2 separate regions of the Canis lupus genome follow, and region 1 is linked to region 2. The links are chromatin contacts, called in public Hi-C maps. All regions are on one chromosome and are shown on one strand. The core of a region is the stretch at or near the end of the contact, and the rest is flanking DNA. Distances in the headings are between cores, read along the strand shown.

The links. A called contact is a pair of places that touch in the nucleus more often than the background predicts.
Region 1: a contact with region 2 is called in a Hi-C map of blood, with 2.9 times the contacts expected there. The contact joins the promoter of FOXN2 here to the promoter of FBXO11 in region 2. A contact is called at or near these places in 2 of 9 Hi-C or Micro-C datasets (both in blood).

What each region holds. Positions count from the first base shown.
Region 1 is chr10:51,277,373-51,282,034 of UU_Cfam_GSD_1.0, forward strand. It overlaps FOXN2 (forkhead box protein N2), which reads left to right and starts at 2,790. Exons shown (of 6, transcript XM_038551240.1): 1 at 2,790-2,936. LOC111097744 (a long non-coding RNA gene) reads right to left here and starts at 2,671. Exons shown (of 4, transcript XR_005365954.1): 1 at 2,543-2,671; 2 at 2,093-2,135.
Region 2 is chr10:50,978,662-50,982,734 of UU_Cfam_GSD_1.0, forward strand. FBXO11 (F-box only protein 11) reads right to left here and starts at 2,300. Exons shown (of 23, transcript XM_038551237.1): 1 at 2,175-2,300. It overlaps LOC102155569 (a long non-coding RNA gene), which reads left to right and starts at 3,767. Exons shown (of 6, transcript XR_005365928.1): 1 at 3,767-4,073.

The DNA.
Region 1 (4,662 bases), core at 1,540-4,039, 300 kb after region 2:
AAGTGAATTCCCTGGGTTTCCATCAACTCTCAGATTATGGACTGTAATTTCTATCTTGTTAGCTCTCTAATACCTGATTTTTAAAATATTTTTTTAAGGTTTTTTTGTATCCTTAGTAGGAGAATTGGTCTAAATTACTGCCAATAACAGGGCCTATGGAAATATAGGTATTATGAAATACAGTTAGTTACTCTTAGGAAAGACACTGAAAAAGATCCTCAAAGGAAAAAAAATTTAGACTCTCATTCACAATTCTAACTTTTTAGCCCAACTGGCATACCAGTACTTAGGATCGTTATATCTTAGTCCTGGTATCTTGTAATTTGAGAAAAGTTACTTCTTTTATCAGCGTATATTATTCACCATCACCTTTGTCCTGAAAACTGTTCCAAGAAATTAAACTGTAAGGATGAAAAAGATATGGTCATTGACCTCAAGGGGCTTGAAGCCTACATTTCCGTATTGGCAAACTGGTTGTTTTTAGAATCACCAAGCTATGATCAAAGAGTCTTTGTTAAATATATGCAATAGAGTGTTAAATACATTGAACTGAAAACATGTATATTTGCATTCCTATCACTTTTCAGCCTAAATACAAAGGCATTTCAAACAATATATTTTCTAATGCATTTGTCTTCCAGTAAAGTTTATTAGTGAATATGTTCCTTTAAAGTATTTTGGAGAATGAAGAATACACACTTCACAAGAGATCTTAAATGCCAGGATCCTCTTTTTCCTAAAGAGTTCAGCTTTGTTTTCATAGCCTTTTTACTCTTGTAAACTCCTGGGGAAAGCTACTCACTCTGAATCATCATTAGTTTTAATCAGAGCTTTTCCTTGATAGGCGTTCAAAGTCCTCTAAAATAGCCTTTAAGTATACAAGTGTCCCTGGACTCTAAACTAAGTGTGACAGATTTCCCAAGAGACCTCAGCCTTATCCACAGCGATTATTTAAATGTTCCCAGCCTCTCTACTCAGTAGAGAGGCCCAGCAGAGAGATCTTAGTGGATGCTAATGCAGTACATTCATTACTTGACCTTGGACAAGTTACATGACTGTTCTGGATTTGTTTTTGCATCCATGATAAACTGGGCTCCTAGATGACCTATCTTTAAAGTATATATTCATTCCAGATTTCAAATTCTGGGATTCTTCTAGAGTTGAGGAGGACTGTTTGGTCACCTGAGTTTAAAACTGATTAGAAGGAAAAATAGAAACTAAAGTTCAATATATCAAATAAGATACTATTACAATAACCTGTAGGGAGAGGAAGACCTATATTATACTAGTGATCACCATGGCCACTAGAGATAAAGCAAAACTAAGGTAGGAAGAGGCTGTGGCTCTTCACAAGCCACCTCCTGTCAGTCTTCCTTTCTCCCTAGCGTGTTTGTGGTAAAAAAAAAAAAAAAAAAACAAAAAAAAAACTACTATATTCTAGTACTATATTCTAGTAGTTCTGAAAACTAGTAATTCTACTATATTCTTCCTCTAGGAACGTCCTTCAACTTGTCCACATGAGGGGGTAACAGTGATTGCTCTGAAGGGAGAAAATGAAGCAACTCTTGTTTTAATTGAAGCTTACTGTATCTTTGCCGGGTGGCCTCTTACTCCAAATGCAGTCATGAGGACCTTCAGGACGGTGTAATGAGAAATAAATGGAACTAGTAGCTGATTTTGGACAAATCCTATAGACACAACATTTTCCTCTGTGGAATGAGGGTTGAACACTTCCATTTTTGTTTTTATACATTCTGATGCCTAGAATTCTTCTATGTCTCTGTCATCTCCACAGCTTGACTTGTTTTATTGTCAGTAGGCAGCTCGTTTCATAATCAGCTCACTTTATACTCATGGCCTGGCACATAGTAAATATTCAGCTAACATTCATTGTTCTGGAAGAAAGTGAGCCTCCTATGACACCAGCCACTATGCATGTCTCTTTCACATACCTTTTCTCTCCATCCATTCAGCACATTAGTGACAGGGATCATTACTCTAGTTTTTGAAGATGTGGATAATATAGATACTCAGAAATTTAGTGATCAGAATCATAATTTTTGTAAAATAGAGCCTTAGTTCTGCCACTTACCTTGTATTTGTCAGGTTAATTTCCTAAGCCTCGGTTTCCTTATCTGTAAAGTGGGAATTTGTAAGAGTTAGGGTAGGGTTTGCAGATTTAGCAAAAAAGAAAAAAAAAAAAAAAACAGGAAGTGTATCTCCAAATGGAACATTCTTATATTAAAAAAATATTCTACATTTACCTGAAAAAAAATTTTTTTACCTGAAATTCTGATATAATTGGACACTCCTGTGTTTTATCTGGCAACGCTATCTTAGCATCATGGTTATCACAATGCACGTAAAGAATTTAGCTCGGTCCCTAGCACTTAGTGAGGCCTCAGGAAATGCGATGCTTATTAAATTTTGGGTCTGATTCCAGAGTCTTTTTTTTTTTCTTTACCACAAACACGCTAAGCTCAGTTTCTTCTTAAAATTCCAGTCAAGCGAGTGCAATATGAAGTTCACACTCACGCTTTACCGTTTCGACAGCGCTTTCAAAGCCCGGGCAATGGCGGAAGGCTCCCGGGGGCCCCCACAGGAGCCCGGGCTGTCGAGGGGCCCCGCCGCAGTCCCCGCGCCAGGACGCGCCGGCCGCGCCGCCGGGGAGGCCGCCCTAGCCCCGCCCCCGGGCCTCCCCGGCCACTCAGCGGCCGCGCCGCGCCCCGCCGCGCTCCGATAGGCCCTTCCGGGACAGGCGAGGCCTTTCCATTTTTCCCGCCTTCCCAGCCTCTCCTCAGCCCGAACCCGGCCCGGGCCCACACAGCGCCTCCGCCCTGCCTTCCGTGCGAACCCCGCCCTTCCGGACACCGCATCTCCCTTCCTTCCTCGCCAGCCGTCCCGAGCCGCCTGCGAGGCCCCGCGCCGGCCCTTAGGTAGGAGGTGGGCGGGGCACCGAGGGGCGGACCGAGCCCCTCCCGAGGGGCCGCGGGGGGGGCGGGGACCGCGGGGGGCGGGGCTAATCGCCTCGGCGCCGCGTTGCCATGGCAGCGGGGGAGGGTGCCGGGAGGGGGAGGAAGCGAGCGGGAGGGGGATGTGGTGCTGCCGCGGCCGCCACCGCAGCTGCCGCTGCCTGCTCTTTGCCGCGTCTTCCCGGAGGCGGCTGCTGGAAGCCGCCGGGAGCAGCTGCGGGGCTCTGCCATATTGTGTCCTCCCCTGCCCGCCCCTCGCCTCCCCGCCGCGGCGGCCGAGCAGACGGTGAGTCCCGCGCGGAGTGGCGCCCTGCGGGGCCGGCGCCGCCGGGCGTCCGCGCTCCCCGCCCCGGCCCGCGCCGCGGCTCCCGGGGCGGAGGCAGCGCGTGCGGCGGCGGCCGGCGGCCGGCGGCCGGCGTGGGGCGCGGAGGCGGCCGTCCCGTGACGCGCCCGGACATTTTTGTCCTGTGAGGAATTGGCGCCGGCACGGGGCGGGGAGGGGGGCGCGCTGTCCCCGGCGCGCGGCGTGGGTCCCGTGTGGGCTCCGGGGCGTGGGGGCGGCCCCGTGAGGAGTTCGGAGTTGTTGGCGAGCGGCAGGGACTGCCCGGGGGCGGGTGCCGGCGGCCCGGCGAGGCTCCGCTCGGGGCCAGGCTGCTGTCGGAGGAAGTGCCCCGAGCCCCTCGGGAGCGTGTGCAGCGCCCCCGCCCCCGCCCCCGCCCCCGCCGAGTGGAGCGCGACGTGCCGGGCGTGGAGGGCGGCCCGGCTGGGCCCCGCCGAGGCGCGCCCGGGGAGGCGCCGGACGGACGCTGCGCGCAGGCCACTTGCAGCCCCCCGGGCGGCGGGGCTCGGGGCACAGGGGCGGGTCCCGGATGTGGGGGGCGCCCCGGCCCCTGGCCCCTCCCCCGCGGGCGCCCGTCGGGGGGCGGGGGGAGTTAGGGTTTTTCTGCGCCGCTGTACGGCCACTTCCTGTTCGCCGCCGCTGGGGCCCGTGGGTACCTCTGCCCCTCGGTCTTCTGCCTGGGGCGGGGGGCGGGCCGTGGGGGCGTGTGCGAGGCCCTCCGCCCGCGGGGTTGGCCTCGCCGCAGCCGCAGCCGCGAGTCTGAAACCCCGGCGGCCGGTGGGAGGCAGGGGAAAGCCGCCCGTGTGCGCGCCCCTGCACCCTCCACCCTCCACCCTCCACCCTCCACCCTCCACCCTCTACCCTCCACCCTCCACCCTCCACGCTCCTGCAGCTCCACCTTTGCGAAATGCCTCCGTTCCCACCTCCGGTCGCTGGAGTGGGCGTAGCGACTTCAGTGGGGGTGCACTCTCGGGCTCTTCGTGGACCCGATTTCTGCTTGAAAGTCTCTTTAAGGCAGCCTCTGTACTTTACCTTACAGGAAAGGGGGGGAAAAAAGTCTTGGCGTGCAGAGAAACGGCACAGCGCCTCTTCTGCCGCGACTCCGGGGTGGAGGGAGGGGGGCAGTTATTTGTTTCCAGGTTAGTTAGTGCGGTCTCTCCTGCCTGCCTTCTGATTGTGACAGCCACGTGGCCGCCCGAGTGTGAGAGTTGCCCTAGCGCCGCTCGGTCTGAGGCTTCCTGGGTACCAGGGGCTTTGTGATCGTGCTGTAGCCTTGCATCCACACTTACTTTGGCGTTTTCTGAGATGAGGAAGTGGAAAGAACTGAACTTGTTCATGTCTGTCTCTGTT
Region 2 (4,073 bases), core at 1,050-3,549:
TGCCAACATAGAATCTCCAGAAGAGTTTCTCCCAGCTGCAGCAAAGGAGCGATTCTACACTGCATCTGATTTACTATCTGGTTAGGTACATATTGAAATCTTGATTTCATGAACATCTTTGTCAGTCAGCTTATACACATGAATGAAAAGAAAACTGACACTCTGCCATGCCAATGCCAACAACCAAGTCAATTTACTTCAAAAGGAAACAGACTTTAGTAACTGATAATTCACACAAATGAAGAAAAGCACCCAAGATAAAAGCACTTCAACTAAGTTTGAAATCACACACATTGTGAAAAGAAGATTCAGAATAAATATTTTAAAATACACAATGAGACTAAATTAAGTTTGGCCAAACAGATTTGACTCAGCCCTAATGGTCTGAACAAATCAGTACATCTTGAAAACGCTTACTTTACTTCTAGCAAACGAATCCTTACTACGCTAGGATTTCAATCTAGTGTCACTGTTTTCTCAAAAAATTTTTATACAACATAGAGTGGAAGTAGTCTTAAGTGTTACTTGAATGGAACACAGGAAAACCCTGATATGCAAATGTGAAAGGAAATGATGAAACTAAATATTTTCAATTTATTAAAAAAAAAAAGGTAAATGTATCAAAGAATCATTAAAACACAATTGCCAATAATGTTACACAAGACTTCTAACTGGCTTGAAACATCACATTCTTTCCAGCAACATATAGCAAAGGACTCAAGGACTATCGGTAACAGTGACTAGTGAAAACCCTTTGAACTATTTTTCAGATTATCATCTCTCTCTTTCATTTAAGTATTTTTATCAAGTACAACACTGAAACAGATTTTAAGGAAAGAATGTATGATTTTTAAAAGGCATTTAATCTCAATCCCCTTGATCAAAGGAGGTGTGACAACCAACGCATGTAAAATTAACCTTAATCCGCCAACGAAAACACGCAAAATGTCTCCTAACAATTCCCCTCCTCCTTAAAACAACAACCGTACACATAAATATGGTACTGACCTCCACCCCCGCGGAGAGCAGCTAATTAATAAAGAGAATAGTTACGTCTGGAGACCGAGGTGCAACACTCTACCTCATAAACCTCCCCCAAATAACCACATCGTCAAAGTAGAACTGAACATTATTTTTGCTAAACCAAGAATCCAACCCCCCGGAGCCTCAGCCCTCAGACAATGGTGGTTACCAGACAGAGCTGCACAGTTGGGTCCAAATGACACATTTCGCTAGGCCTTGGACACGGCACACACTCACTCTCTCCCTAGGGGCCGGTTCCCAGCAAGGGGCGTTCAGACCCCACCGGGAGACGGAGGGGCTGGCGCAGCGGCGCAGGGGTTCGCTGGGGGGAGGACGGGCGAGAGGGGTGGTCGGGAGGGCGGAAGGGTAACTGCACTGCACGCGAGGGAGGGGGCTGGAAATGGCCGATGGGTCCTATATTTATTTATTTAAAGGTCTCGATTTAACGGGTCCTTTCCCAGGGGTTCTGTAACTAAAGCCAAACTGCGCAGCAAACACTGTGGGGTTGGGAGAGGAGTCGCGGCTCCCCCTACCCCGTGACCAGGGAGGGGGGTGGGGGAAACAAGTTCCCCGGCCAACACCACAGACCACTCGGATTCCCCCCCCCCTTCCCCCTCCTCCACAGGAAGGGGGAGGCTAAACAGAGAAAAGGGGGAAAAACAAGTTCCCCAGCCAGCCCCACCGCCCGATCACTCCCAGTTGTCCCCCCCCCCCCACACACACACCTTCTGTTATGAAGGGGGAGGCAAACCGTGGAAGGCAGCAGAGAAGGGGGAAATCCCACCCTCTGCCTCCCCCGCCCCAGCCACCGACAGACTCCTGCGGGGTCCGTGAGCCAGGCGAGAAGCCAAGGGATGGGTGGGGGTAGAGGGTGCCGAGCCCCCGCAACCAAACAAAGCGCGGCCTGAGCGAGAGCCCGGGCGGGTGGGGAAGCCGCGGCTTTTCCTGCCGGCCGGGGCCGGGGCCGGGGCCGGGGCCGGGCTCGGGGCCGCGGCCGGGGCCCGGGCCGGGCTGACACTGCGGCACCGGGGGACCCGCCTCCGCTCGGCCGCCGTCTCCCACCCCCGGGGGGCGCACAGGCCTCCCTCCCCGCGGGGCCCGGCCGGCCGGCGCCCGAGCCGGCGGGCGGCGGGGAGTGAGCGCGGCCTTACCCCGCTCGCCGGCGTTGTTCCGCTCCTGAGGCAGCGGCGGAGGCGGCGGTGGCGGCGGCGGAGGCTGCTGCTGCTGCTGCTGCGGCGGCGGCGGAGGCTGCTGCGGCTGCTGCTGAGGCGGCTGCGGCGGCGGCTGCTGCGGGGGCTGCTGCTGCTGTTGCTGCACCGGGCGCGGCCGCGACACTCGCCTGGGTCTCCGGTTGGCGGCTCGGACGGAGTTCATTTGCCGGGCTGAGGTGGCGGCGTTGGCGGAGGGACACACACACACACACACACGCACACGCACGGCGAGCTCCGGGCCGGAGCAGGGGGTGGGGGGGGGGGAGGAAGGAAAGGGGGCGAGGGGAAGGGGAGACGGGAAGGGCGGAGGGGGCGAGCGAGACCCCGAGCGGAGAGAAAGGCCCGCGGAGACAGACCGAGAGCGAGCGCGGCCGGCCGGGCGGGCCTGACGCACGGGGAAGGCCGAGGCGGCCGGGCGGGGCGGCCGCGAGGGACGGAGGCAGGAGACGGGCAGAGCGAGGGGAAGAAAGAAAGGGCGTCCGCCCGCCCGGGGATCCCGAGGCGAAGCGCGGCGTCGGCGGGTGAGGAGACAGACTCCGGGCCCGCCGACTCCCGAGCGGCGTCTCCGGCGGCGGGGGGAGTGGGCGGGCGGGCGGGCGGGCGAGGAAGGGAGAAGGAGGAGAAGAGAGGGAGAGAAGGGAGGGAGGGAGCGGGGGGCGCCCGGCTCTCTCTTTTTTTTCCTCTTCCTCCCCCCACACCCCCTGAAAGAGATTTCTGTGAGGAATTTTTCTCTCTTTCTTCGGCCTCTTCTCTCTCCTCCCCCCCTTCTCTCCTCGGCGAAGGGGAAATGAGTGTGAAGGGAGGAGATAGAGGGAAAAAGAGGCGTCGTCGTTCCTCCTCCTTAAAGGAACCTTTCCTCCTCCTCCTCCTCCTCCTCCTCCTCAACCCCGTCGCCGCTGCTTCTGCTGCTGCTCCGTGGCAGGAGGAGCCATTGACACCGCCGGAGCCTCCACTCGCCCAGTGGGTCCCTCCCCGCCGCGGGGCTGGCCGGGGGCGCGGGGGAGGGCCGCGGGGCGGCGGGGGGAGGGGCGAGGGGGCGGGGCCGCGGGGAGGCGGGGATTCCAGCCAGGCAGCCAATGGGGGGCGCCCGTACAGCCACCGGCCAATGGGGCCCCCGCTCTTATGGCGCAGGCCCTTCCTTCAACGCCCTGTTTCCTCTCTCGGGTTTCCTCCCTCCCTCGCCGAGGAGGGGGAAGGAGGGAAGAGGGAGTGTGGTGGGGCGGGTGATAATGGGGAGGTATCAGGGCATATAATAGAGCGGGGGGTGGGCGCCGAGAGCGCTAGTGCGTAGCGACGGTTCTCGGAGAGGAGGTGCTCGGAGGGAAGGGCGGGGGCTGCTGATGTAATGGGGAGAAGTGATTAATCCTTCGGTTCGCCTTTTCGGTTCTCCCCCCTCCGCCCCACCGCCACCTTCACCCGATTTTTTAAGCAGAAGAGAGAGAGAGAGAGAGAGAGGAGAGAGGAAAAAAAAAAAAAAAGTGGAGCCAGGGAGCCGATCCTGGGTAACTCGGCGTTTTCGGCAGTGGGTAGGTTCACGGCGTGAGCTGTAGGGAGCGCTAGAGAGTCCGTTGCCCTTTAGCCCAGCTGAGGGTATCTGCAAGCCCCGGAGCTCCGGTTCCCCGGGCTTTCAGCTGGAAACCCGAGTTGGGAGTTACTTTCCTGATCGCAGTCTGACAAGAGTCGCCCGAGTCTTGGAAAGGTTTCGGTAAACAGGCACTTAGACCTCGGGTCGGCTTATTTCTTGGGAACGTGGTCTATGTAATAACGATCAGGAAAATAATTTGTGAGGAAAGGGAGGGATTATAAATGCGCTGAGGTTAGGATTGTTTATGTGATTTT